Linked DNA regions of Mus musculus: regions 2, 3 and 4 are each linked to region 1. Evidence: chromatin contacts called from public Hi-C and HiChIP or PLAC-seq data. All regions are on one chromosome and are shown on one strand. The core of a region is the stretch at or near the end of the contact, and the rest is flanking DNA. Distances in the headings are between cores, read along the strand shown.

Region 1 (5,974 bases), core at 703-3,202:
ATTCCAAAACGAACAAGAGTTTAGCATTTTTTTAATTGCCAAAAGCAAAACAAAACCCAGCTACTCCTCCAAAATGTCAAAACCACCATCTCTCCAAGAACTAGAGGACATTGCAAAAGGGAGAGTGTATTTTATTACTACTATGGTTGCAGGGGTCAAAACTAAATCAAGGACAAATCCCCATCCTCTGAAGAAACCTGATCGTTCTGGAGCCTCTGGCATCCCCACCCCCAGAAGAGACCCTGGTTTACAGTTCCCTAGGAAATGCAGACTTCCACAGATGGCACTCCACCTTCAGAGAAATATCATCTAACTGAAAACGAGGAAAGCAGAGATGGAGAGGGCGAACCCAAAAGCCAGTCCAGTCTATTTAGGCCTGGCACCTACATCACAGTAACGCTGGTGCAAAACATAGGCGCACCAATTGAAAACACCCAGGCAGTGGACACTGCCTCTGCCTTGACTCTTTGTGAATTGTTCCAGCACAGCTCATCAGCTTCCGGTACAACTTACAGTGGTAATTATAAACACGATGAAAAATGAACCTGGCCAGGGAACAGTTTTCTCATTGTGCTGAGGTGTGGGCACATTATCCACCACAGGCCCTTAGAGAGAGATTGATGCTGTGAAGGGCATGCTGTGAATCTGCTCCAAAAACAGGAAGGCATTACATAAACCAAGCAACTCCTTTCAGTCCGTGCTTTGAAAACTTCAGATGTCACCCAGGAACCCAAGAGAGGGGGAAGAGGCCAGGGGTTGACAACAAGCATTCTACAACGATGCTCTCTTAGATGGCTGTGGCATAGGCGGCGATTTTCAGATGGAAAGCTCTTGGCTGGATTACTTTGTACCGTGCATTTAGAAAAACTACATGTGCCTCCGAATAAACAAAAGCCGCGACTACCATACTGTCTGGATGTAGCCGGTGATGGTCCCTCCTGGCTCCTCCGAGCACCTCGGGGAGACGCTGGCCCCGCAGCCTTCGCACGCAGTCCGCAAAGCGGCTGCACAGGCCCGCGCTCTCACGCCCACCGCCCCCACCCCGCGACAGAAACACTAACAAAGACGGTCTGGACGAGAACAGTTGTTCTCGGCGCTCGGAACGCGCAGTGAGGCAATCGAATCCGGTAAAGGGAAAGGAATGAGGCGACACTGGGCGACGCAGGGGGTGTAGGCGGAAGGGGGCGGGGGGGGGGGGGGGGAGACGCGAGGCCGCCAGACCTTTGAATAAATCAGAGGGAACTACGCTACGAACTTTCCTTAACCCCGATCCCCAAATCAGGCTGTGTGGGGACCCACAGGGGTGCGCGCGTCCATCCAGGGAGACCCGAGCTGAGCGCAGCGCTGTCCCCGCGAGGGTCCGCAGGCCGGGGCGGGGACACAATGGGGCTGCGGCCCGATGCGGAACGGGGGTCCCCGGAGAACTGGACACGCCCGACAAAGACGCGGGGAGGCAGGGAGGTCTGGCGGCAGGTTCGCGGCCGCGAGGCGCCATCATGGGGGGGGGGGGGGACTGCGTCCCGGAGCTCGTCCCAGATTTCCTTCAGCGCGGGTCCCCCGAGTCCTCCCGGATCCTCCCCGGAGCCCGTCCCAGATCGACCCCAGAGCCCGCCCAGAATCCCCTCGGAGCCTGTCCCCGATCCTCCCCCGGAGCCCGCCCGGGATGCCCCCCGGAGCCCGCCCAGGATCCCCCCCTGGAGCTGGTCCCTGTCCCGGTGCGCCCCGCGCGGCACAGGACAAGTCTGTCTCGAGTCGGCTCGGGTACGCTCGGCTTTACCGGCTCGGCGGCGCGCCCATCCGCAGGGACGCACGAGACCCGGCGCCGGGTCCCGTGCTCCGATCCGCTCCCGGCCGCCGTCCCCGCGCTCTGCTTAGCTCCGGGCCGCCGTCCCCGCGCCTCGGCCCCGGCCTCGCCTTGGTGCGCCCGCTCGCTCCCCGAGCCTGGATTGATCTGGTCGCGCTGGCGTCAGGCAGTCGGAACCGCCCAGCCTCCACAGCCCGCCTGCCAATACCCGGCGCACAACCCGCCTGCCGCTTGCCCTCGCTCACACGCGCACCGCGCGCGCCCGCTGCCGCTTAGGGATCCTCTCCAAATTACCGGCCCGCGCCTTCCTCTGACTCTAGTCCCTGCCTAGCTGCCAGTCAAATTCCAAAGCCTGTGTTATTTTCTGAAAAGTTCTCGAACACGACCATCGAGCCCACTCAGTCGTCCTAAAAACGCATTTTTAAAGGCCCTGCAATCACTGACTCAGTGATTTACCGGCCCTTCATGTAGCATGAGCCTCAAATTGGCTGACCTGTTAACTACTAGGTAGATACATTTATTTCCAGTATGTACCCTTCCTGCGGCAAATGACAGAAACCATTTGTATGTTTGTTAAAAGGTCTCGTAGCCCAGGATGACCTCGAACACGCTTTGAAGGGGAAAAGGCCTTGAACTTCTCTTCCTCCAGCCTCCACATCCTCAGTGCTGGGATTACAGGGCTGCACATATTTTTATTTATAAGGTTCTGGGAATCATCGAACCCATGGCCTTATGCATGCTGGACAAGAACTTTACAACTGAACTTCCTTGCTTTCTTGTTTGCCTGGAAATGAGATCTCTCTCTACAGACCAGACTGGCTTTGGACTGGGAAATACCCTTTTAGTACTGTAAATTTGGGTGCAATCTTTTAGATAACAGTTTTGCCCCTATTCCCACCCACCCCCCCAAAAAAACCCACAAAACAAAAATACACACACACACACAAAGGAACTCACATCTTACTGATCTGTTCAGACACCAAAAACACCTTCTTGAAACAATCAACTTTTTTTCTTGGTCAGTTTCTGGAAGTTGGCATGGAATCTTGAACACTTATCATAATGTTGAGTTATGTTTAGAGAAGAACTATTCTAGGAGTAAATGCCCCACAAACCAAAAAAAGAAAAAAATCATTGCCCGCAATATAAAGAAATACCAAAGGCCACTACAAATTAATGACACTCTCCAATTATTCCTGTACCTTTACATGCTTAGCACTCCACTTAAAATTCTTATTAATTATTTAAGTATTATATCTGCATTACATATTTAATTATTCAAAGGAAATGCAACAAATCCCATAAACCCATAAAATGCCATTTATAAATTATACATAAGAATATTCCTGCTAATTAAATTTCTTTCTTCATTAAACTATTTGAGCACTTACTGGTCAATTCTTGGATCTCATCTTATTTTCCTTAAAAGCAGCATTTGACATAGTTGGTTGCTCTCTGGTCCCTTGGGCAACAGTTGGAGTGAGCCTGGCTTAAAGCCACTCAGGGCCATTTCCCTCCCCTGTACAGACCCTCTGTAGATGAAAAGAGTGAGGTATATCCATACATGGGAACATTACTCAGCCATAGAAAAGGAAAGAAGCACTTCCCCTGCCTCCCAGGGTGGAATGAGAGCCTCTGTCCCATCCTCAGCACAGAATAAACCGGGTGGGATGGTGCTGGCCTCTAATGCCCACCCTCTGGGCTGGAGCAAGGTCAGAAGTCCAAGGGCATCCTTGGCTATATAGTAACTTCAAGACCACCGTGGCCTCTGTGAGACCTGTCTCAAAAACAAAACAAAACAACCAAGTATTAGACATTCTGCCAAATGAACTTGCTTCCTTCATGCAAGATGCTCATAGTAGACAAAGCCATGGAACAGAATAGGAAAACCTGGGATTACAGTGTGGGGTGCAGGATTGAAAGACCTAGGAGGGTCTCTAAAGGATTCCAAAATAAGATTAATAATAAAATCAGGTAGTTACACAACTGTGTGGATATAGCAAAAGTCATATGATTGTACATTTTGAATAGCTACATTCTATGATTGTAAATTTTATCCAAATAGTGCTGTTTTTTTTTTTAATTGCAGGCATCTAAAGGCAGTGCATGTTTCTTGTTTAAGTCCTGAAGGGAGGTCTGGAGGGATGCCTTAGAAGTTAAGACCTGTCTGCTCTTCCAGAGGGTCCTGGGTTCAACTCCCAGCAACCACAGGACAGCTCATAACCATATCTCCAGTTCCAGGACATCCAATACCCTCTTCTGTCCTCCAGGGCACCAGGCCAGACACACCAGGGAAGGCCTTGTTGAAACATGCATAATATAAGTGAAGACATGGAGACACATACCAGCAAAGCACCATACACATATAATAAAAATAAACAAAAAAATCCTAGGGAGATATACAATGGCATCATGCAACTGTTCATTAAAGTAATTTATAGCACCACAGATGGCCTTTCTTAGTGCATGACTACTGTCCCTAAATGATAGTTACTAATACTATGCACATTATAAATTTTTATTTTACTCCATGCAGATTATTTCTTTAAATGGTAATAAAATTTTGGATACTCTTTCAAAATGGGCATTTTTGAGACAGTTGTAAATTGTGATTAACCTCATTATTAAAGTCATTTTGTTTGTTAAAAAAACAAAAACAAAAAACAAAACAAAAATCAACTGACTTCCCACTTCTCTCAGAATAACCATTTTACCACATGGAGGTCATGCACAATCTACCTTCTGTTTGCCATTCTCTCCCACCCCAGCCTAGTCTTTCTCTCTTCTCTTCCCAGTGCCATCCTGGCCACCTCCATCTTGCAGATCAGTCTGGACACAGCTTCACCTGAGTGTATGGCCATACCCTCCCTGGACAGCCCTTCCCAGAGACGTCCATGCAGCTTTGCCCATCCGCACCCGCGCCATCACTCATAGCGTGCCGTGAGGCCCTCCCTGGCCAGTGTCTGACATTCACTTGTACTACTCAGTTCCATGCTCAAATGTGCTCTTTCTTGCTGCTAGCATGCTTGGTCACCCTTCCTTTATTGTTAGTAGATATCTTAGCTAACCAGAGAAATGGGATAACTCATGCTTTTGAGGTTTTGGCTTGTTTGTTTTTGCCTGCTTCCATTCCTCAGTGCCATCAGAGCCTAGCTTCTTTAGCCTTCCAATGTACACTGAAAAGCAGCACTCCTCCAGGCCTTCAGCCACAGGCTCGAACTAACGGAGCATCCAGCCTGTGTACTGCCAGCTAATGACTCCCTATAGTGCTGATGACCGTGGTTGGATTGCCCACACCCTTCACACAATCCAATTGAATAAATTCCTTTCATAACATATATTTATCATATTCTGTTCTTCCAGAAACCCTTGACTAATACAGTTCCCGTCCCTCCTAGCAGAGGAAAGGGCAGTTCTGCTTCACAGACTCGTGGAACATCAGAAGCCAGAACAGTAGTGCAGGGAGAAGAAGCCAAGGCTGGGAGGGAAGGCGGGGAGGCCCAGGTGTACCAGACTAGCAGGTGCAGAGGTGTGAGCGCCAGGGAGGTCTTGTCCTGCTTCCCCCTCTCTATGAACAGACCCAGGACTGCTTCCAGAGAATGGGACAGGGTGTCTGGGAGGCTAGTGGGTAGATGAGAGGCGAGTTCCAGACTGTCATCTTCTCAGAGTCAGAAAGCACAGGAAGTAGGGAAATATGGTGGAAATGCCAGGCCACACTGCTGAGTACCCATCTGAGGTTAGCCATCAAAACTTAAAGCAAACCCAGGCAGCCAGCTTCACTTAACTGAAGCCGGACCAGTTAAGTGTCCCAAAAGCTGGGACTCTGCCAGTGAGTGTGATGGAAGGGAGTCAGGCACTAGAGGGCAGAGACAAAGGAGTGACCACAAGCACTGAGTGGTGATGAGCAAGGAGAGAGGGTGACATGATGGGACGGTGATAGGATCTGTGGATTGCCGGTCTCTGTGGGGCTTGTGGGTCTCTCAAGTTGAGGGCCATTCTCAAAGAACAGTTTGAGAAAGGGGCGCTTGAATGCTGGGACAGTTTGGAGGTAATTGCGCCCCCCCCCCCCAGGCCTGGGGGTGTGTGTGGCACTACTTGTTGAAGTAGGTGTGGCCTTGTTGGAGGAAGTGTGTCACTGTGGAGGTGGGGCTTTGAGGTCTTCTATATGCT
Region 2 (5,863 bases), core at 1,145-3,644, 140 kb after region 1:
TGCCTGTGGGGCAGCACTCACTGGTAACTGAGCACTGTAGAAGAGCCTAGTTCTTTGTGCATGGCTCTACTCCCATGACAGTTCTGACTTGGAAGCTTACTGTTGCCCTGGTGGAGACATGGCAGGGTCTGCCCAGCACTCTGAGGATTTCCTCTGCTCATTTGCTTTTTTGCTCTGTCTCCAGTATAATGTTTCCATGTTTTAAAAGCATATGTATCTGTCCGTGTGTGTGTGTGTGTGTGTGTGTGTGTGTGTGTGTGTGTGTGTGTGTACATCAGAGGCCAGCCTCTCATGTTGATCCTTGTTTGAGAGTGTCTTATTGTTCCTGTATGAAGGGACTCTAGTAGGCCCAAGCAAGACAACCATGGCTCTGGAGGGCCTTGCCCTTCCGCTATTCCTTCATCCTTGATAAAAACCATTAGATGACATTCCTAAAGCTAGCCACCAACATCTATCCCCTTATATGGCCACTTCCTCCTCCTGAGGCTGATTACCAAGGTCCAGTTATCAAGGAATTGAAATCCTGGAATCAAAAACCCTCCTTTGGCCACCCCAATTAGCCTGTTCAATCAAAATTAAACACCTCATCCTAATATAGGTTTTCTCTTTTCCCTTTATAAAGTGCCATTTGCCTAAGAGGCCACACCTGCTGTAGACAAACCTCACTTGGGTCCTCGATCCATGGGCAAAACTAGGATTCAGTTACAGGTGAGCAAAGAGTCGGCAAAAGTGGGGTGACAAACAGATTCGACACAAGGGAGTGTGGATCTGAATGTAATTTGTCAACTTGAGCATCAAACTTTTTTTTTTTTTTTTTTGGTTTTTCGAGACAGGGTTTCTCTGTATAGCCCTGGCTGTCCTTCCTGGAACTCACTTTGTAGACCAGGCTGGCCTCGAACTCAGAAATCTGCCTGCCTTTGCCTCCCGAGTGCTGGGATTAAAGGCGTGTGCCACCACATCCGACTGAGCATCAAACTTTTTATACAGAAGAAAATAGGGAAGTTAAGTGACACACCCGTAAGGTACAATGAGGTTACTGGATTCTTACACAAAACAGAGGAATTCAAACACAGAAGGACTGGCAGGAGCCAACTGGGATAAAATTCAATGTTAACAACTGGGATCAAAAACAGCTCCACCTAAGGTCAGCTTAATCTTTGAAGCTAGGGGCAAGGGCTTCATGCCCTTGCCATAGTTTTTATTCTAGTCTATTGTATAGTCTACTTTCCCCCTAGGCCATTGTAAATACTTGTATATGGGTATAACTCAGCTATCTATAGTTCTAAGTATCTACTCTGGTTCCTCCTTAGATCACAAACTTCCTTCTTCCTAGATAATGGTAAATTCCTGTGTAGGGCAGTGACTTAGCTATCCATGCCCAGGATTGGCTCAAGGACTGCCTAGGACTGGTGAGGAATCTAACTTAGCTATATGTCAAATAGAGGCACTTATAATAAAGCAATATTAAGGGAAAGCACACAGATCCGTTTACCAACTAAAGCAAGGACATTGGAGCATTCGTTATACAGGATGCCACGGATCCAGGAGACTGTTTCCGTGAACTTTTCCCCTCGGGACAGCACCCAGGGTTTTGGGGCCTGTCGTGCTTGTCACTTCTGGAGTGGATGCAACACACACCCATCTCCTCACTATCCAGCTGCAGTCCTACAGACTACTTGAACTGTAAAGTCCCAGGGGTTCTCTTGTCCTCACCTCCCATCTTCAAACTGGAGCACTGAGATGACAGGTGGAAAATATGTCATATGGATTTGTGTGGATTCCGGGGATCTGAACGCAGGAAGGTCTTCAGTAGTGCCAGACAAGGGCTCTACCCACTAAGCCATCTCCTGTGCCAATTTTTACACTGGTAACAACACTACTTCAGTTCCTGGGTCTTCAGAGACCACACCCTGAAATGTATTTTATGTATTTTTCTGCCAGATTATCAAGCACAGTCTCCACAGAGCATCTAGGTACTTGGTAAGTAGTTGGTGACCAGGACTGGGCCATTAACTTCATTCTGAGCCTAACACTATGCTTAGTCACCTCACCTCGAGTGACCCGGCGACACTTCTTTGCTCCTTGTTTAATTTTGTCTTGCAATTAAAACGAAAGAATTCAGGGCTTTTAACGAAAGGATATTAATGGGTTTCTGGCTTCTTAGTTGCCATGAGCAATTTCTTCCAAGTCCTTTGCAGTTTTCTGCATCAGAAAAGTTTCCAATCTGGAGGGGGGAAGACAAAGTTTGTGTTTACATCGTGAGGCATTTTCAACGAATATTTTCTCAAACGACTAAAGATATGTTCATCATGGCCGTTTGAGAGGGGCTGCCCACACTGACAAGAAAGCTGAAATAGTCCATCAGCCAAAACAACCACATAAAAGCCTGCAGCGCAGGGCTGAAGCCACCCACGCAGCTGCCCCAGCAATCAGTCAAGGCTCAGAGGCAGAGCGCAGCTCGTGTTGTGGCTGAAAGACTATTTGAAGATCCTGGCAAAAGCTTGTGGGTTTTATAAAGGGGCTTTTAAAGTGAGAAACAAAAAAATGATTTAGATCGGCCGCCCCTGCTGCGAGTCAGGTTTCCCCCTTCGTTCCCTAGAAGGGTTTGGTGGCTGTGGGGAAAGCATTGCTCCAGGAGAGCAATATAAATAGTGTGGTCCAGATGCATGCCACAAAATGAGAGCCATTTTGCTAACATTCTAGACAGATGAAAATTGTCTCTGCCCTAGCTGAAATACCTAAAAGAGGAGAGCCTGGACCAGTTAATTTTATCTCAGGGATTTGATACACACACACACACACACACACACACACACCCATACACACAAACATACACACACACACATACACACACACACACACACACACACACACATTTTCTCTGGGATGGTGGTAAAGTAGCTGTGATGAGAAATCTCAGCACAGCTGGCCAGTGGTGATGCTTGCCTTTAATCCCAGCAGAGGAGCAGAGGCAGGAGGATCTCTGAGTTTGAGGCCAGCCTCAGCTAGAGATTGAATTCCAAGACAGCCAGGAGTTGAAACCCTGTCTCAAAAAAACAAAGAAGCAAGCAAACAAAAAACCTCAGCACAAGAGACTCTTAGGAGGCTATGCCAGTGCCTGGCAAATACAGAAGTGGATGCTCACAGTCATCCATTGGATGGTACACAGGGACCTCAATGGAGGAGCTAGAGAAAGTACCCAAGGACCTGAAGGGGTCTGCAACCCTATAGGTGGAACAACAATATGAACTAATCAGTACCCCCAGAGCTCGTGTCTCTAGCTGCATATGTATCAGAAGATGGTCTACTTGGCCATCATTGGAAAGAGAGACCCCTTGGTCTTGCAAACTTTATATGCCTCAGTACAGGGGAATGCCAGGGCCAGGAAGTGGGAGTGGGTGGGTTGGGGATCGGGGGGGGGGGTATATAGGGGGCATTGGGAATAGCATTTGAAATGTAAATGAAGAAAATATCTAATAAAAATTGTTAGAAGAAGAAGAAGAAGAAGAGGAAGAAGAAGAAGAAGAAGAAGAAGAAGAAGAAGAAGAAGAAGAAGAAGAAGAAGAAGAAGAAGAAGAAGAAGAAGAAGAAGAAGAAGAAGAAGAAGAAGAAGAAGAAGAAGAAGAAGAAACCTCAGCACAGCATTCTTCCCAACAATGGTTCTGGGGATCACAGCTTCTCCTACCTAAGGAGAGTCAAAACCTGAGAAAACCTGGGGGCATAGGATGGTTTCTCACCATACCCTTTTTATGCTGGCAAAAGTTCTGGAATCGTTTTGTTTGCTTTTGCTTTGTTTTTAATTTAAATATCTGTTTGTGCACATGTGTGTACAAGCACACAGCCTTGAGCACACACCACGGTCCACTTGGAGAGATCAGAAGACATTTTTCAGAGGCTGGTTCACTTCTATGGCCATGTGGGTTCCAGGCATGGAGTTTAGGTGGTCAGGCTTGGCAACAGGCGCCTTGAGTCCCCAAGCCCTCTCATTGGTGCTGTGGAGTTTTAAATTGCATCTGTCTATTTTGTGTGTGCCCATGGCCGCCATGGCCATCTCCCCAGTCCTAGAATCATTTTGTAAGATGGAGCTTAGAGTAGATTTTTTTAGTAACTGTTTGAGTCAAACATGTAGGAGGCCTCACAGTCTAAAAGCTCACAGCTGACCCTTAGCTGAGTTGTGACTTTGAACTTCCTCAAGGACAAAGACTGGTCATCATTAAAAATTAGAGTCAAGTCTGCAGTGGTTTTATAACTGAAAGTGGTCATAGTACAAGAAACACTTATTCTTGCTTGAGACCAACAAAGGTTCTGGTATAAGCCCTTTATTTTGCCATTTTAGGAGAGATGAAATAATTTGGTTTTCAACTGAAAGCAGAAGCCAACAATTTTGTATATGTGAAAGTTCCTCAGCCCGCTGTCTTATCAACGTGTAAAGCCTCATGAGACAAGAGACTGTCAATCATAGAAAACACAATTGACTTCAACTAAAGAAAAATTTTAAAATATTCATTTGCTTATTTTATACAAAATCAAAACAAATACTTCAGCACACTGTCGCTTTTAAGCAACACTTGCCATTCACCTGACAATGAACTTTAAAAGTAAATTCATGGGCCAATGAGATGACTCCTTGGATAAAGGCGATTGCCACAGAACTCCTGAACCAGTTCATGACCTGGAGCACACACGGTAGAAGGAAGAGAACAGAGTCCTATAGGTTGCCTTCTGACCTATGCACATTTGCAATGGCATGTACAACTCACATGCGCACATAATAAATAAATAAATAAATAAATAAATAAATAAATAAATAAATAAATAAATAAATGTTTTAAAGTAAATTCTATTTCCTATGTCAAAAACATTTTTTAACATTTTCTATATGAGCCAGCAGACCTCTTGTCCACATGCACTCCTGCCTCTGACTCTTCCTTAATGGCTAAGCACTCCCACAGCTGACTTGTAAAGCTCCACTGCAAATGGCTAAAACACCTCCATGGCATAAACTATGATTTTAAGCCATGCTGTTTCTAAAGACTACATAATTATAAATTTTAAGAAGCAAGTGGAGACAGTAAATGAACAGCAACAGCACTTACTGGGGACGTAACACTCCAAACAGTTGAGACGCGTAGGTAGTGTATGGATTCTGGTAGCCACACAATGAGGGTGGCAAGTCCACTCACTAATCATGGTTATCAAAACACACTACCGTGGACTTCTTGGAAGCCAACAGCAATATTTTTAACATTCTTCTGCAAGACACACTGGCCCAACTGTCATCGCTAATGAGAAGGCTACTTTTTTTTCCTAATATCAAACAGGAAGTGCTCCATGAGTAAAGACACAGAGATTCTTTCTTTGAAATAATTTAATGAGCCTCAGTTTCATGCTAGGCCAAGAGAAAAGAGCACACAAGGCAGTGTTTGTAACTCGTGCTTCAAGTAAAGGGTAGCAGAAGTCTGAATAGATGACTGCTGACTGTCAAGAAATAAACTCATGTCTGTTAGTTAGGCTGGGAAGCATAACATAGCAAGAAGAAACTCCAGCCCTAAGATGTTCATTATTATTTGTATTTATTTATTTAATGTTTAATTTATATTTATTACATAAATATTTAATTTATTTTTAAATAAATTAAATGGAAATAAATATATTATTTATACAATAAAATAGATTAGATAAATAAATACATTATTTATGTAAAGATGATTTATTATTACATTTGCTTACATTATATATACTTATTATTTATATAAAATAAAAGTTAAAACAAATAAAATATTTATCTAAACGTAAAATAAATATTTACTTTGAATTTGTTTAATTTAATACATTTTTAATTATTTATTTGATATTTACTACT
Region 3 (6,276 bases), core at 3,540-6,039, 210 kb after region 1:
TAAGTCTTTGGGCTGGAGAAAGTGGGGCCAGAGTGAGCAGGGCTAGAGCAAGCAAAAGTTCTGAGTTCAATTCCCAGCAACTACAAAATGGCTCACAACCATCTGTACAGCTACAGTATACTCATATACATAAAACAAACAAACAAACAAATAAATAAATAAATAAATAAATAAATAAATCTTTTTAAAAAAAAGACATTCTGGGCTACATGAAGCTCAAAAAACCAAAACCAAAAACATAAAAATAAATTACAAGTAATCCAGATGTTGCTGAGTTGTTTACATTTAACTAGTTAACATTGTCTGGGGCCAGGCATTTGATGCTTTTCAAATATCTTTACCCTTTAAAGAGATACCACAGGGATTAATAGCACTGACTGACCTTCTAGAGGACCTAGATTGGATTCCCAATCCATCCATGGCTGTTCACAAACATGTGTAACTCCAGTTCCAGGTAATTTGACACCCTCTGCTGGCCCCTGCAGGCACTGCATACAAATGGTGCACATACATAAATGCAGGCAAAATATCAAAACACATGACTGACAGATAGATAGATAGATAGATAGATAGATAGACAGACAGACAGACAGACAGACAGACAGACAGACAGATAGATAGATAGATAGATTTTTTTTTGAGCCAGGAATAGTGGCACACACCTTTAATCCCAGCACTCAGGAGTATTTCTGTGAGTTCCAGGTCAGTCTGGTCTACTAGATTCAGGACAGCCTGGGCTGTGACATAGAAAAATTCTGTCTCAAAACAACAACCACAACAAGTCAAAGCTGAGTGAACTTTCTCAAGTCTCAAGTCCAGAGAACCTAAAAAAAATTTAAATCTGCACATGGCCCGAAGCTGATATTTTCACATCTGGTTCTAGAAACCATACCACCAAAGAAGACGGCAATGTTTTCTCCTGATGGTTAGTTCTACTCTTGTTGAAGGTTTCTATTTAATCACAAATCATGTTTAATAACTTATGACTTTGACCAGATGGCTTCAAGATTACACTGCATTGGAATGCAAAACTGCAGCCAATGTATTTGGCCTCTTCATTCTGAAACATTTTTTCACTGATCAAATGAGATAAGCAGTCATCAAATAACACAGACACATTTACCCTCGTTTATCCAATTAGAGTGTTCAGCCAAAGGTCCGTCCTTCAAGAACTCTGGCACAGTATTTACTGAAAAACAAAGAAGAGAAGGAAGAGGAGGAGGAGGTGAGAAAGAGGAGGAAAAGAGGAAGAGGGAGAGGGGGAGGGGAGGGGGAGGGTAAAGGAGAGGAGAGACCAGCTGAATGACAGTAATTAAACACAAGCGTTTGAGTCAGTGAGACCTGAGTATCCCATGTCTTGTCCCCAGACATATCGTCTTGAGTCTCTCTCTACAACATGATATAATAAAAGACCAGTGAGAAAATATATGTAAAGAGCTGCCACGTATATCAAGGAACCCCTTCATGCACAATGTATGACCATGCTATTACTACTGCAGTATAGTCCCAAATCCCCTTTACTGCGTTAAAAAATCTGGGTTTGGTTGGATTGGTTTTTGTCATGTATCCCAGAATGCCTTTGAACTCTTTCTGTCCTGAAGCTGGCTTTGAACTTCTGATCCTCCTGCCTTCACTTCCCATTGTGAGATGGGTGTGCCTGGCCTCGAAAATCTTTTATTCAAGATGAAGCATGTGAGACGGATGCTCCAGAGTTTAGATGAAGACATAGAATTCTCAGCTCCTCCTGTACCATGTCTGCCTGGACACTGCCATGCTCCCACCTTGATGATAATGGACTGAGCCTCTGCACTTGTAAGCCAGCCCCAGTTAAATGTCCTTATAAAAGCTGACTTGAGGGGCTGGTGAGATGGCTCAGTGGGTTAGAGCACCCGACTGCTCTTCCAAAGGTCCGGAGTTCAAATCCCAGCAACCACATGGTGGCTCACAACCATCCATTAAGGAGATCTGACTCCCTCTTCTGGAGTGTCTGAAGACAGCTACAGTGTACTTACACATAATAAATAAATGAATCTAAAAAAAAAAAAAAGTTGGCCTGGTGTTTATTTAAAAAAAAAAAAAAAAAACTGACTTGATCATGGTTTTCCTTCACAGCAATGCAAACCTAAGACAGACAATGAACAGTTTTGTTTACCTATAAATATGTGATGAGTGTGCTATGTCAGAAGCACAGATGAGCACATGTATGTCTTTGACAGTACAATAATTTATTAGCAATGAATTCATAAGCTTCAATGGTTTTGTTGGCTGGAATTAATCAGGTAATCTGATTTCCATTGTGGTCACTGGCAAACACAATTTTTAAAAGTCTAATACTAATTATTATTAATAACTCTCAGGTCACATGTTATACTTCATACAGAATGTCTACAAAAGCTTAAGAGAGGCTACAGGGAGAAGTGACTGGAGAGCTGTGTGGGGAAACAAGCCTGCTATCAAGCCTGATGACCAGTGTTCGAGTCCCAGGATCCTCGTGATGGAAGGAGAGACCAGACTCCCATGTTTGTTCTCTGAGCTCTGAATGCAGGCTGGAGCGCAATGTCATGTAGTGAAGTCCTACAAGATAAACTTTCCTGTCTTGCTGAGCATTCCAAAGGGAGGAAAAACATTACATCCTAAAGGAAACTCAGTAAGACTCAGGGAAATTTCAAAACAAACAAACAAAGAAAACAGAAAAAAAAAAAGGCATCAGGAAAATCCTGAAACTGACCACATGAACTCTTTCTTCCCCAAAGTTACTTAGGCAGGAAAAATTGTTGAAAGACACTCTTTGACCATCGGGACTTCCTGGAAGAGGTAGCTCAGCCACGCTGCTTACACAGGCTCAGACCAACCAAGCTACCTGGAAGACAGACCAGCTGGGTTTCCTGGGTGAGACACAGACCAGCCATCTGCCTAAAGTCACTGTTCTCTGACCCACCAAGCTACATGCAAGTCTAATGAATTCCAGGGCTCCTCTTTCTGAGCTATCTCCTGTGCTGGGGTCCCCGTGTGTGGATGCAGCTGCATTTGAGTCATTCCTGTTTCTGTAACCTCTCACCCATATTCCCATAAGTAACCCCAGTAAAACTTCTGGTTCACCAGGTTGGATTGTGTGGTACCCTTACTTTGTTCACATGGTTGGTTGGTTCCCTATCTGGGATGAATATGTTTATTAATATATTCCAAATAATAGTATAATAGTATTCTCTCTCTCTCTCTCTCTCTCTCTCTCTCTCACACACACACACACACACACACACACACACACAAATACATAATACATACATACACACATATAAACATACATACATGGGTATGATTTTTGTTGTCATTATTCAAAGAATCCTTACTGGAGGCAGAACTGATATTTGGATACAAAGAGAGGCACTGAAGGTGGTTAGGTCTTACCCGCGTTCGCGCAACCGGCCAGGAAGAACGCAGCAAACCAGAATCTTCTGCGGCAAAAGCTTTATTGCTTACATCTTCAGGAGCCAGAGAGCAAGAGAGCAAGAGCAAGAAAAAGAACAAGAAAGCAAGAAAAGAGAGAGAAAAAGCAAGAACAAGAGAGAGAAAAAAAATGGCAAAACCCCGTCCCTTTTAAGGAGAATTATCCTCCGCCTAGGACGTATTACTCCCTGATTGGCTGCAGCCCATCGGCCCAGTTGTCATCACGGGAAAGGCAGAACACATGGCGGGAAAACTGCCCCTGCACGTGTGCAGATTATGTTTACCACTTAGAACACAGCTGTCAGCGCCATCTTGTAATGGCAAATGTGAGGGCGGCTCCCAACAGTTAGGTAAGATATTAAATAGAACCTAATTTGATGCTGAAGACCAGCAAGTTTCTGGTTCAAAGTAACTTGCATTTGTGTGTATACTGGAGCCAATTGCCAATTTGTTGTGGCGGTCCCTGCAAATGCTTTGGCTGTCAGAGTATCGATCCATGTGAGGAAAGAAGGAAATCCAATTCAGCATGACTTAGTTATTGGGTGTTGGCTCAAACTTCTAGAGTCCAAAACCAGGCAGGCAGTTCTTTTAGACATATTTTCAGGCACATTTAAGTGCAGCCCAATTTGGGGGTAAAGTTTCCTGGTAACATTATCTCAATCCCATATGTACAATAAGCTTAAGGCATGACTGTGCCAATACTCTGTTGCAGAGTACATGTAACCTCTCCCATTCTATAGTTTAAGGTCCTAAAATCTGGTGTGGTCTCCATCATCCAGATAGTTAGAGGTCGCCAGGCTACAAAGTACACGTAACATCTCCCCTAAAGACGGTGCTATTGACTGAGAAGCAAAGCTAGAGATCAAGGTCTAGGGAGAGAGAGTCTGGAATAAACATAATAGTCTGGGGGATTTGGTTGTGGTTTGGTCCCACAAATAGCACAGATCACCAGGCTATTAATAATATCTGCTCCCAGCCTTCTGGGTAGAAAACAGGTAAACACATCTCTTCTGTTGATGATACAAGTCTGAGTACTTAACATTCCTGCTTTCCCCTGTGCCCTCTACAAATTGTAATATGGAGTGAGTCACCCAGGGCAGGGCACAGCCTGAAGTCCCTGTTTGATTCAATATGAAGTACCTTAGAGCAGGGTGCAGCCCCATGTCCAGAGCAGACTTTTATTATATTTTATTTTGTTTTAATAGCACATGTACATGACTCAAAATTCTAAAATACTAAGAAGCATACAGTAAAACATGAACAATGAAAGAAGCCCCTCTCAGCCTTAAACAGCTGTTGTACTCTTCCATTATTCCACACGAGGTAAACTGTGAGCACTGGACAGGGAATCCTTCCATGGATACAGTGCACATCACCCTATACTTCTGCTTTCACTATGGACACAGCATTCCTTATACATCAAAACAGCCGCAGTATTGCATATTTTATTTAATCTTATTAATAGAAATTGGACTGGGTGGTGGTGGCCTGCCTTTAATCCTGGCACTGAGGAGGCAGAGCCAGGTGGGTCTCTGAGTTCGAGGCCAGCCTGGTCTACAAAGAGAGTTCCAGGACAGCCAGGGCTACACAGAAAAAAATGCTGTCTCTAAGAAAAAGGAAAAGAAGGAAGGGAGGGAGGGAGGGAGGGAGGGAGGAAGGAAGGAAGGAAGGAAGGAAGGAAGGAAGGAAGATAGTTTGAATGAGAATGGCCTCCATAAGCTTAAATATTTGAGTGTTTGGTTGGTCCCTGGTTGGTAGACTCTTTAGGATTAGGAAGTGTGGCCTTGAAGGAGCAGTATCACTGAGGGTGATTTTGGAGGTTTCAAAAGTCCACACAAGGCTCACGTGTTGTCTGTCTGTCTGTCTGTCTGTCTGTCTCTGTCTCTCTGCCTGCTTCCTGTGGCTAAGATGTAAGCTCTCGGTTACTGCTTTAGCACCATGCATGCCTGCTGGCTGGCCATGCTTTCTGTCGTGATGATAATAGACTGACCCTCTGAAGCCATAAGCAAGACCCAACTAAGTGCTTCCTTTTATAAGTTACCTTGGTAACGGTGTCTCTTCACAGGAAGAGAAAGTAACTAAGACATGAGGCCAGCAGGATGATCCAGTAGATAAAGGGGCTCACCACCCATCCTGGTGTCCTAGCTTGTTTTTCTATTGCTATGATAAAGCACTGACCAATACCAACTTGATGCCAGAAAGTATTTATTTGGCTTAAAGGGTACAATTCATCATCCTGGGGAGCCAAGACAGGAAGGCAAGGCAAGGAGTGGAGTGGAGACACGGGAATGCCACGTACTAACTTGCTCCCCGTGTTTATCTGTCTTATATAGACCTGGCACACCTGCCTAGGAATGGTGCCACCCATAGTGGATTCAGTTCTCCTACACCAATTAACAATTAAGAGAACGCCCATAACCATTCCTATGGGCCCATCTGATAGAAGCAATTCCTCAGTTGATGTTGCCTCTCCCAAGATGTATCAAGATGACTACCATCAAGCTATCACACCTGAAAACCTGAGTTTGATCCTCAGAATGCACAAAGTGGAAGAAGAGAAGCAACCCTTGTGGATTGTCCTCTGACCTCCACACGTGTACCATGGCACATTGTACACACATAAACAAATAAACAAATAATGGTAAAAAAAATATTTAAAAACGTAAGGTTTCGCCATTACAAATAATATAACAACAAAATAACCCCATGTACACGTCACATAGTTTCTGTTTGTGTGCGAGTGGGTATTTGCTATACATTTCTATAGAATGAAGTCTGTGGGGGCGGAGTATAAACTCTAAAAAAAACTTGCCAAGTCATGTTTATCTG
Region 4 (6,456 bases), core at 2,832-5,331, 190 kb before region 1:
ACCCAGAGAAGTCACAGAACTTGACCTTGATTGACAGCCTGCTCAGGCCTTAAGATTTTATTTCTGCTTTGGCCCATAAAGACTAGAACACACACACACACACACACACACACACACACACACACACACACACACACGAGCTCTACCACTGTATATGGAGTCATCTAGGCAGGACCACACTAAACAGCACTAAACACTAACCAGGCTACAGTGGGAGTTTGAACACCCAATTGCATTTCCTCATTGTACTAAGAAGGCATACTGGTGTAGACTTCTCACCCGAGTACTCAGAAGGCCGTGGCAGAAGGATCAAGAGCTCCAGAACAGCCTGGGTTACAGAGACTCAGAAGAAAGTCGCCTGGATTTGGAGGGGGAAGTAAAATAAGAGAGACAAATCATGAGAGAAAGGAATCTGCTTAATAGTAAAACCAGTAACAATTATTCGTACAACTCGCATTAACCCAAAGCAGCCTTGGAGATCAGTCTCAACACTAAACCACAAAACAACCTTCTCATGTGTACGTTATACATTCATATATAGTATGTATTTCATGAAATATTACACGACCAATATAGGTTTTTGTCCTCCATGAAACACTAAAGGGAAGAGGAAATTTTAATGTGCATTCAAAGATTGTTTTAAAAATTGGCAGAGGGCTGGAGACAGCTCAATGGGTAAGAACACTTGATGCTCTTGCAGATGACTAGAATTCTGTCCCCAGCACCCACATCATGGTGGCCCACAACTCCCTGTCAGTCCGGTGCAGAAGGATTTGACACCTCCTGAGGCCCTCCTGAACACTGTGAGCAAGCACACAGACATTTACATATACGGGTAAAAATTTTAAATCTTCTTTAGCTTTTTTTCTTATTAAACTGACAAAAATCCTTTCCAAGACTCATTTTTCTCCTTTTCTCTACAACTATTTAAAATGCTTTCCCGCACCGAGGTCCAGTCTCCCCCGGCCCACTCTGCTCCGTACTTTATGACATAGATCAGTACTTTACGGCATAGATCAATGTAACTTTCTGGTTCCTTCCTCCTTATCCAACATCCACACTAAAGACAAGCCCAAGCCCTCAACTTAGAGAGCCTCTTAGTCCCAAGGGAAATAAACTTCCAAAATGAACAGGCACACACCATTCTCATGAAACTCCAGAATACCAGGAAACAGACACAGTCCTTCAAGGTGCAGCAGGATTCTGAGAGACTCTTTACAAACGGTGGGATTCTAATCACCAAAAGACTGTTTATCAACCACAGAAGTTTCCGGAAAAGAACCAGACGTGGAGTAGAAATACTCAGAAAAAAGAATAAATTCAAATGAATCGATTATCCTCTCTCCACTGTCCTACATAGAAGGAAGAGAGAACGAGAGAGAACTTACTCCAGCAGGAAGAAGAGTGAACCTTACAGCACGGCGTGCGTAAGAGCAGAGAAGGATCATATTTTTATTTTATTTTTATAATTAGAAAACAATCTTCTTCCAAAGGCTGGGGAGAAGAGGTGAGAAAATACAATTTAATTTACTACTTTTATTTCTTTCCATTTTTGCTTTGTACAATATGACATTACTACATATAAAAATGCTTTCAGATTGAATGTCGGTAGCTAGAATGACAGAACCCACAAAAAATGTGCTTTAAGGGGGAGCCATATTTGGAAAAAAAATTTCCCCGTTAAGACTTAGAAACTCGGTCCCTGATTCTGACCATATGCTTCTTGGTGGGAATTGTCTGCCTTGTATCAGCCATCGTGGCAATGTCAGTGACTCTGGGGAAAGCCAGCTGTAGACTATCAGGGTTTTTTTTGTTTTGTTTTGTTTTGTTTTTCCCAACAACTTGGACTAGATTCTGGATTGATTGGCAAAGGTAAAAATTAAAAAAAAAATATTTCAGACCATCTGATATGTTCAAAAGAGTCTGTGGATATATGTGAAGTTGGTGGTCCTGAGGACTGTCACCCCAAGGTGTGGATGTCTGTGAAGTTCGTGGTCCTGAGGGCTTTCTTCAGGTATGGCAGTGGAACTTCATCTCTGCCCAGTTGTTGTTTATGGAAGACCTCAGGCTACACCAGGTTTCTGTTGAAAAACTCTCAATGCAAATGCCTATGTCATATGCCATGAATTTATGGCTTGGAATCTCTCACTTGAGCCTTTTTACACCATCCCTGGTGCGTGCCAGAAAAAGAACAGTTGCCAAAAAGCAGACATTTTCCTGTCTCTAAAAATAAAACTCTGGCAATGCTTCATGCCCCCTGTGCCAAGACCTGGTTCTACCCAGGATAAACAATAGAAGACCAAGCCGACACAAGGCAAATACTGGCCCTAAAGCAGGCCTGTGACTGGCAGCAGAGGCTTAGGCCAGAGCATTTGTAGCTGTAGACCGGGGGCCCATTATCTCCACCCGGATGGTGGACAGCTGCTAACCCCAACCCAGGCCCAGGTGTGGCCAAGAGGGAAGGCCTCCAATTATGCTAGAGGTTTTGTCTCAACTGAGGTCACAAAGTCCTCGCCAAATCCTGCCCTCGGAGCTCTGGAACTGAGTGTAGGCCGCTTGATTGGTGTGGGCCACAGGGAGCTCCTGAGAGGGGACAATTCCCTGTGCACCTCCCTGCTTTTGCCCTCTAGGCCCAGCTGAGAGCCCTCACCTGTGACAGCAGTCCCAACAAAGCCACCCTAGCGAAAGAATACTATACTAGCAACTGGCTTTCCCGTTTGAATTCTCAGCTCTTCAAATGCTCCTGTAGTACACATTCAAGGGCCTGTGCTTTGTCATGACGGTTCAAGTCTACCGTCCATCGGTAACTTGGCTTTTTGCTTCTTTGGGGATTTAGGAGGGCTGAGAGGAGAGGAGCAGACCTAAATATAGCGAATATTCAGAGGCATAATCACTCCATAAACATGCTTCAGAGGGACGGAGTGCAGGGCTGATCCGGATGACAGATGTCACTCACCCAAGTGTCACATCTTAAAGAAAGCTGAATGGGCCCATTTTCCAACAGGACTGGAGTGACGCCTGTTCATACTATAAATATTTATGAAGTCATCATTCTTAGACTGTAGTTTTTCCAGGTAGGTTGCCTTTGATGACAAAGTTAAGCAGTGATTTCCCTGAAATTATGGACTAGTCAGCAGAGCTTGTTTGGTGGGTATTTCACAGAATGGGAAAGAGGAGAAGGCAAACAAGCCTCCAGTCCGTGCAGCTTCTGCATGTGGAAACCTCATTATGTCAGTCATTCTCACTCGAAACGTGACAGCCTTCTCAGGAGTGAGGGACACCACTTGCTTCTACTCATGCAGAGGTAATGACGAGAGGCCAGGATGAACCTTACCGTCCGATTTCAGCCCCCACTACCACCCTGCTAGGAGGGACCTTTTTAGTACTCTTAGCCTGTCTCTTATTAACACACACAAAAAGTGTACCTCACACCATCCCTGCTCATTTAAAAGGAATTCTGAGAATGTGTGGATGTCTGCCTAGGTGTCTCCCTGCATGTTTATGCATAACGCATCCCTTGAGCTGGTTGCCCTGACTGCTGAGGAATGGCGCCCAGAACCCCCTCTCCTGCCCCACCATGGGCAAGCTTTCCACTTTCTCCCAGGAGCAGCCTAACCCCCCTCTAACCAAGGCACCTCAGCGATCCTAGAGACTTAGAACTCCCAACCACACCCCCCCCCAACACACACATACAGAGAGAGAGAGAGAGAGAGAGAGAGAGAGAGAGAGAGAGAGAGAGAAAGAGGAAGGGAGGGAGGGAGGGAGGGAGGAGAGAGAGAGAGGAGAGAAAGAGAGAGAGAGAGAGAGAGAGAGAGAGAGAGAGAGAGAGAGAGAGAGAGAGAGAGAGAGAGACCTTGTCACTTTAAAGCCCGCAGGTTGTTAATCTCCTGAAGGCACCAGTGCACTTGGCAGTCTGCTAAGCCTGCCTCTTTCCTGGAGAAAAGGGTGGCATTTTGCCTAGGATGTGATGCCCAAACCTCAGGGTAGCCCTGGCCCTATCACGTGGATCTGCCCCTCAGGGAACCGTTGCTGATCCTTTGGCTCCAGCCTGGGAAGCCTTTTACAAAGTGAGTCACAGGCTGCATTGACCACCCTATCAGGGGAGGCCAGGGCTGCCATGTATGGTCTGTGCTCGGTGCCACCCACCTCTCATGTCACTCCTACTTTTTTTGCCAGGACAGCCTGAGTCATGAAACTCAGCGCATTCCTTAGGCCTTGGATCGTGTTTCCTTGTTACTACTTTGTCTTTGTTTTACGGAGCACCTGGTTTCATTTTAAAATCCCAAATAAAATCCCCTGGCCAGGGTGGGGGTGGGAAGAGAACAGAAAGAAAGCAAAGGAAAAAAGGGAGGGAGGGAAACCTAGGCTGGTGGTGGAGACAGAGGAAAAGGAGGACCCTGGACAAAACAGGACGGCTACAAGTTAATTCCTTCTGACCAGAGGCTCTTTCACTGCCTGGAAGTGCCTGTGGCTGGTCCCCTGCTGCTTCCCGTCCCGTCCCCCCCTTTTTTCCAGTCTCCTCAATAAACGGACTAATCTTTGATAAACCTGAAGAACTTTCCAAATACAGCACATTATGAGTCCTTAAATCGGCCTGTCTCCTTTATCTTGTACTATAAACCCTAATTCACTGCGTGAGTCAGTATTTTTCCATAAGCTAACTTTTTTTTTTCTGTTCTGTTTTTTCCTATGGGGGTAGGGGGAGTCAGGGAAGAAGGCGGTCTGCATAGAAGGCAGACTCAGCCCTCCCGACATGCTGCTGGTCACGCTGAGTTTCTGTGGCCAGGTTATTTCTGTAAATTTGTCTGTAAAGCTGTTGACATTGATTTTTAGAATGGAAACAGAATTCTAACAAACTCTGGCTTGCATGTAGCAAAAGCTGAACACTGGGGCACTAAGAAAGCCTTGCCATGGATAAATGCCTCCTTAGGAGTGGTGATGCACAGTCACTGGGGCATGGTCCTTGGGTGCCAGCCTGGGCGTCTGCCCAGAGGTCCCCTCGCTCTGCCTGCGCAGGGCAGACTGTTGGAGGCTCCGGAGTGGCCCAGGGCTGCATTTACATTGCACGGTTCTGGCGAGTTTAATGGAAACCACATGAAGGGGAAGCAGACCAGATGGCTCCCAGCGAATGTATTTAGCCCAACCTGGGGCTAAAGGAAAAAAACATATTAAGGGTTGGGTCCTGGGGTGCGGCTAGGGGGTTAGGGTGCGACGTTTGTGTTTCCTGTTCAACAGGAGCCGTGGGTTGGGGTGCAGGCTGGATCGGGGCCCCGAAGCGCCGGGTGGCAGAGGAATGGCTGCCAGCGGGAGGGAACTATTCCGTGGCCTTGCTCCTTTTTGCCAGGTCCCTTAGCGGCTCTCGGGCAGGGCAACCACACGGCTGTGAGGGGACCCCGCCAGGGCAGATGCAGCGGGAAGAGGGAGGCGCAGGCCTATGGGCGCCGCGGAAGGCGGAGCCAGCTGCAAAGCCAGTTTTCCCTGAGTGGAGGGAACTGCTACAGGCCTTCTGGGTCATAGCACAGGGAAAACAGAAAGGTCTTTCTCTGAGGTAGAGGACAGGCTACATAACTCTGGAGCCCACTAAGGTGGAGGTCATGCTATCGTTTGTGAGGTTCTAACAGCAGAATGTGAACCTGGGCACTTTGTAAAGGAACATTAATCATGTTTATGACAAACCCCTTCCCCATCAACACACGTGCGTGTGTGCGCGCGCACACACACAAGAATAAGGGAGGAAGCCCAGGGAAGTTTCTAGCAAGATCTTCCCTATGTGCACAATCCATCAAAGCCTTCTTGGAACTCCTGTCTCAATGGCTTAACACAGACACGAGGTAGGGCTCTAGGTCTGTGGCTTCTTTCTTGAAATCACTTGAATTTGCGCCCTGAGCTTCCACTGGTATTGGAGGAGAATCGATCCGTCCCTGAGTCCTCCGAGGAGCCCAACTTGCTTTCATAATCCCATTGTCGCTGAAGCTGGAGGGAGAAAGGGTTCGATTGTCAACACTCGCGCATCCACAAAGATCAGTTCCCACAAAAATAGGATTTAAATTGCCTCTTTCAAACTAGACATCACTCATGAGCAGGGCCTGGCATCACTTTTGCATTTTCTTCCATCTTAAAAAAAGCTAAATAAACCCTTTCTGTTTCATATATTGTACCTCAGTCAGGAAGGACAGATCAATAAGCAAGATGGATTTAAAAAGACAAGAATTCTAAGAAACGCTAAAGACTCGGTCTCTTGTCTCGGCCCTTTCATCATCCCCCACTGATAGGAACCTTTACTATGCTTTCCCACTTCCAACCAGCAGGCAATCCTGGGTGTGAGTTCTCGGCTTTTCAGTCCTACATCATGACCCTCTTCAAGTCAGGTTCCACGAACATGAAGAATTCAAAGAGAGTTTCCAGTGGAGCTGGTCACCAAGCAAATGTTTTTAACCCTAAGAATTTTGGCAGCCT

The links. Hi-C and Micro-C count contacts between places; a contact is called where the count stands out from the background. HiChIP or PLAC-seq counts read pairs in DNA pulled down with a chosen protein or histone mark.
Region 2: a contact with region 1 is called in a Hi-C map of uterus, with 3 times the contacts expected there. The contact joins the enhancer-like site here to the promoter of Smad1 in region 1. A contact is called at or near these places in 2 of 484 Hi-C or Micro-C datasets (both in uterus), 7 of 115 datasets of contacts at active chromatin or transcription factors (bone marrow-derived macrophages, embryonic limb bud, embryonic stem cells and 1 more) and 2 of 9 other capture datasets (adipose tissue and pancreatic islet).
Region 3: a contact with region 1 is called in a FOXA1 HiChIP or PLAC-seq map of pancreatic cancer cells. The contact joins the enhancer-like site here to the promoter of Smad1 in region 1. A contact is called at or near these places in 8 of 39 promoter capture datasets (cranial neural crest, embryonic stem cells, frontonasal cranial neural crest and 2 more), 13 of 115 datasets of contacts at active chromatin or transcription factors (bone marrow-derived macrophages, craniofacial prominence, embryonic limb bud and 6 more) and 4 of 9 other capture datasets (adipose tissue, embryonic stem cells, liver and 1 more).
Region 4: a contact with region 1 is called in a Hi-C map of uterus, with 5 times the contacts expected there. The contact joins the enhancer-like site here to the promoter of Smad1 in region 1. A contact is called at or near these places in 10 of 484 Hi-C or Micro-C datasets (the C2C12 cell line, Sertoli cells, cardiomyocytes and 6 more), 3 of 115 datasets of contacts at active chromatin or transcription factors (bone marrow-derived macrophages, embryonic limb bud and embryonic stem cells) and 1 of 9 other capture datasets (liver).

The regions. Positions count from the first base shown.
Region 1 is chr8:79,397,476-79,403,449 of GRCm38.p6, forward strand. Smad1 (SMAD family member 1) reads right to left here and starts at 1,953. Exons shown (of 7, transcript NM_008539.4): 1 at 1,778-1,953. Gm51578 (a long non-coding RNA gene) reads right to left here. Exons shown (of 3, transcript XR_003947567.1): 3 at 3,235-3,581.
Region 2 is chr8:79,532,072-79,537,934 of GRCm38.p6, forward strand. No RefSeq gene overlaps it. Among named protein-coding and RNA genes, the nearest start is that of Gm39205, 95 kb to the left of the region's middle. Within about 2 kb of position 2,395, at least 32 of the 459 cell types and tissues checked have an H3K27ac peak or open chromatin away from gene starts, as enhancers often do. A contact at or near this core is called in uterus, where this site is marked.
Region 3 is chr8:79,605,947-79,612,222 of GRCm38.p6, forward strand. No RefSeq gene overlaps it. Among named protein-coding and RNA genes, the nearest start is that of Otud4, 31 kb to the right of the region's middle. Within about 2 kb of position 4,790, at least 7 of the 459 cell types and tissues checked have an H3K27ac peak or open chromatin away from gene starts, as enhancers often do. A contact at or near this core is called in pancreatic cancer cells, where this site is marked.
Region 4 is chr8:79,204,785-79,211,240 of GRCm38.p6, forward strand. It overlaps 1700011L22Rik (RIKEN cDNA 1700011L22 gene), which reads right to left. Exons shown (of 6, transcript NM_026315.1): 6 at 5,646-5,973. The coding sequence ends at 5,866. Among named protein-coding and RNA genes, the nearest start is that of Gm30271, 6.1 kb to the left of the region's middle. Within about 2 kb of position 4,082, at least 255 of the 459 cell types and tissues checked have an H3K27ac peak or open chromatin away from gene starts, as enhancers often do. A contact at or near this core is called in the C2C12 cell line, Sertoli cells, bone marrow-derived macrophages and 8 more, where this site is marked.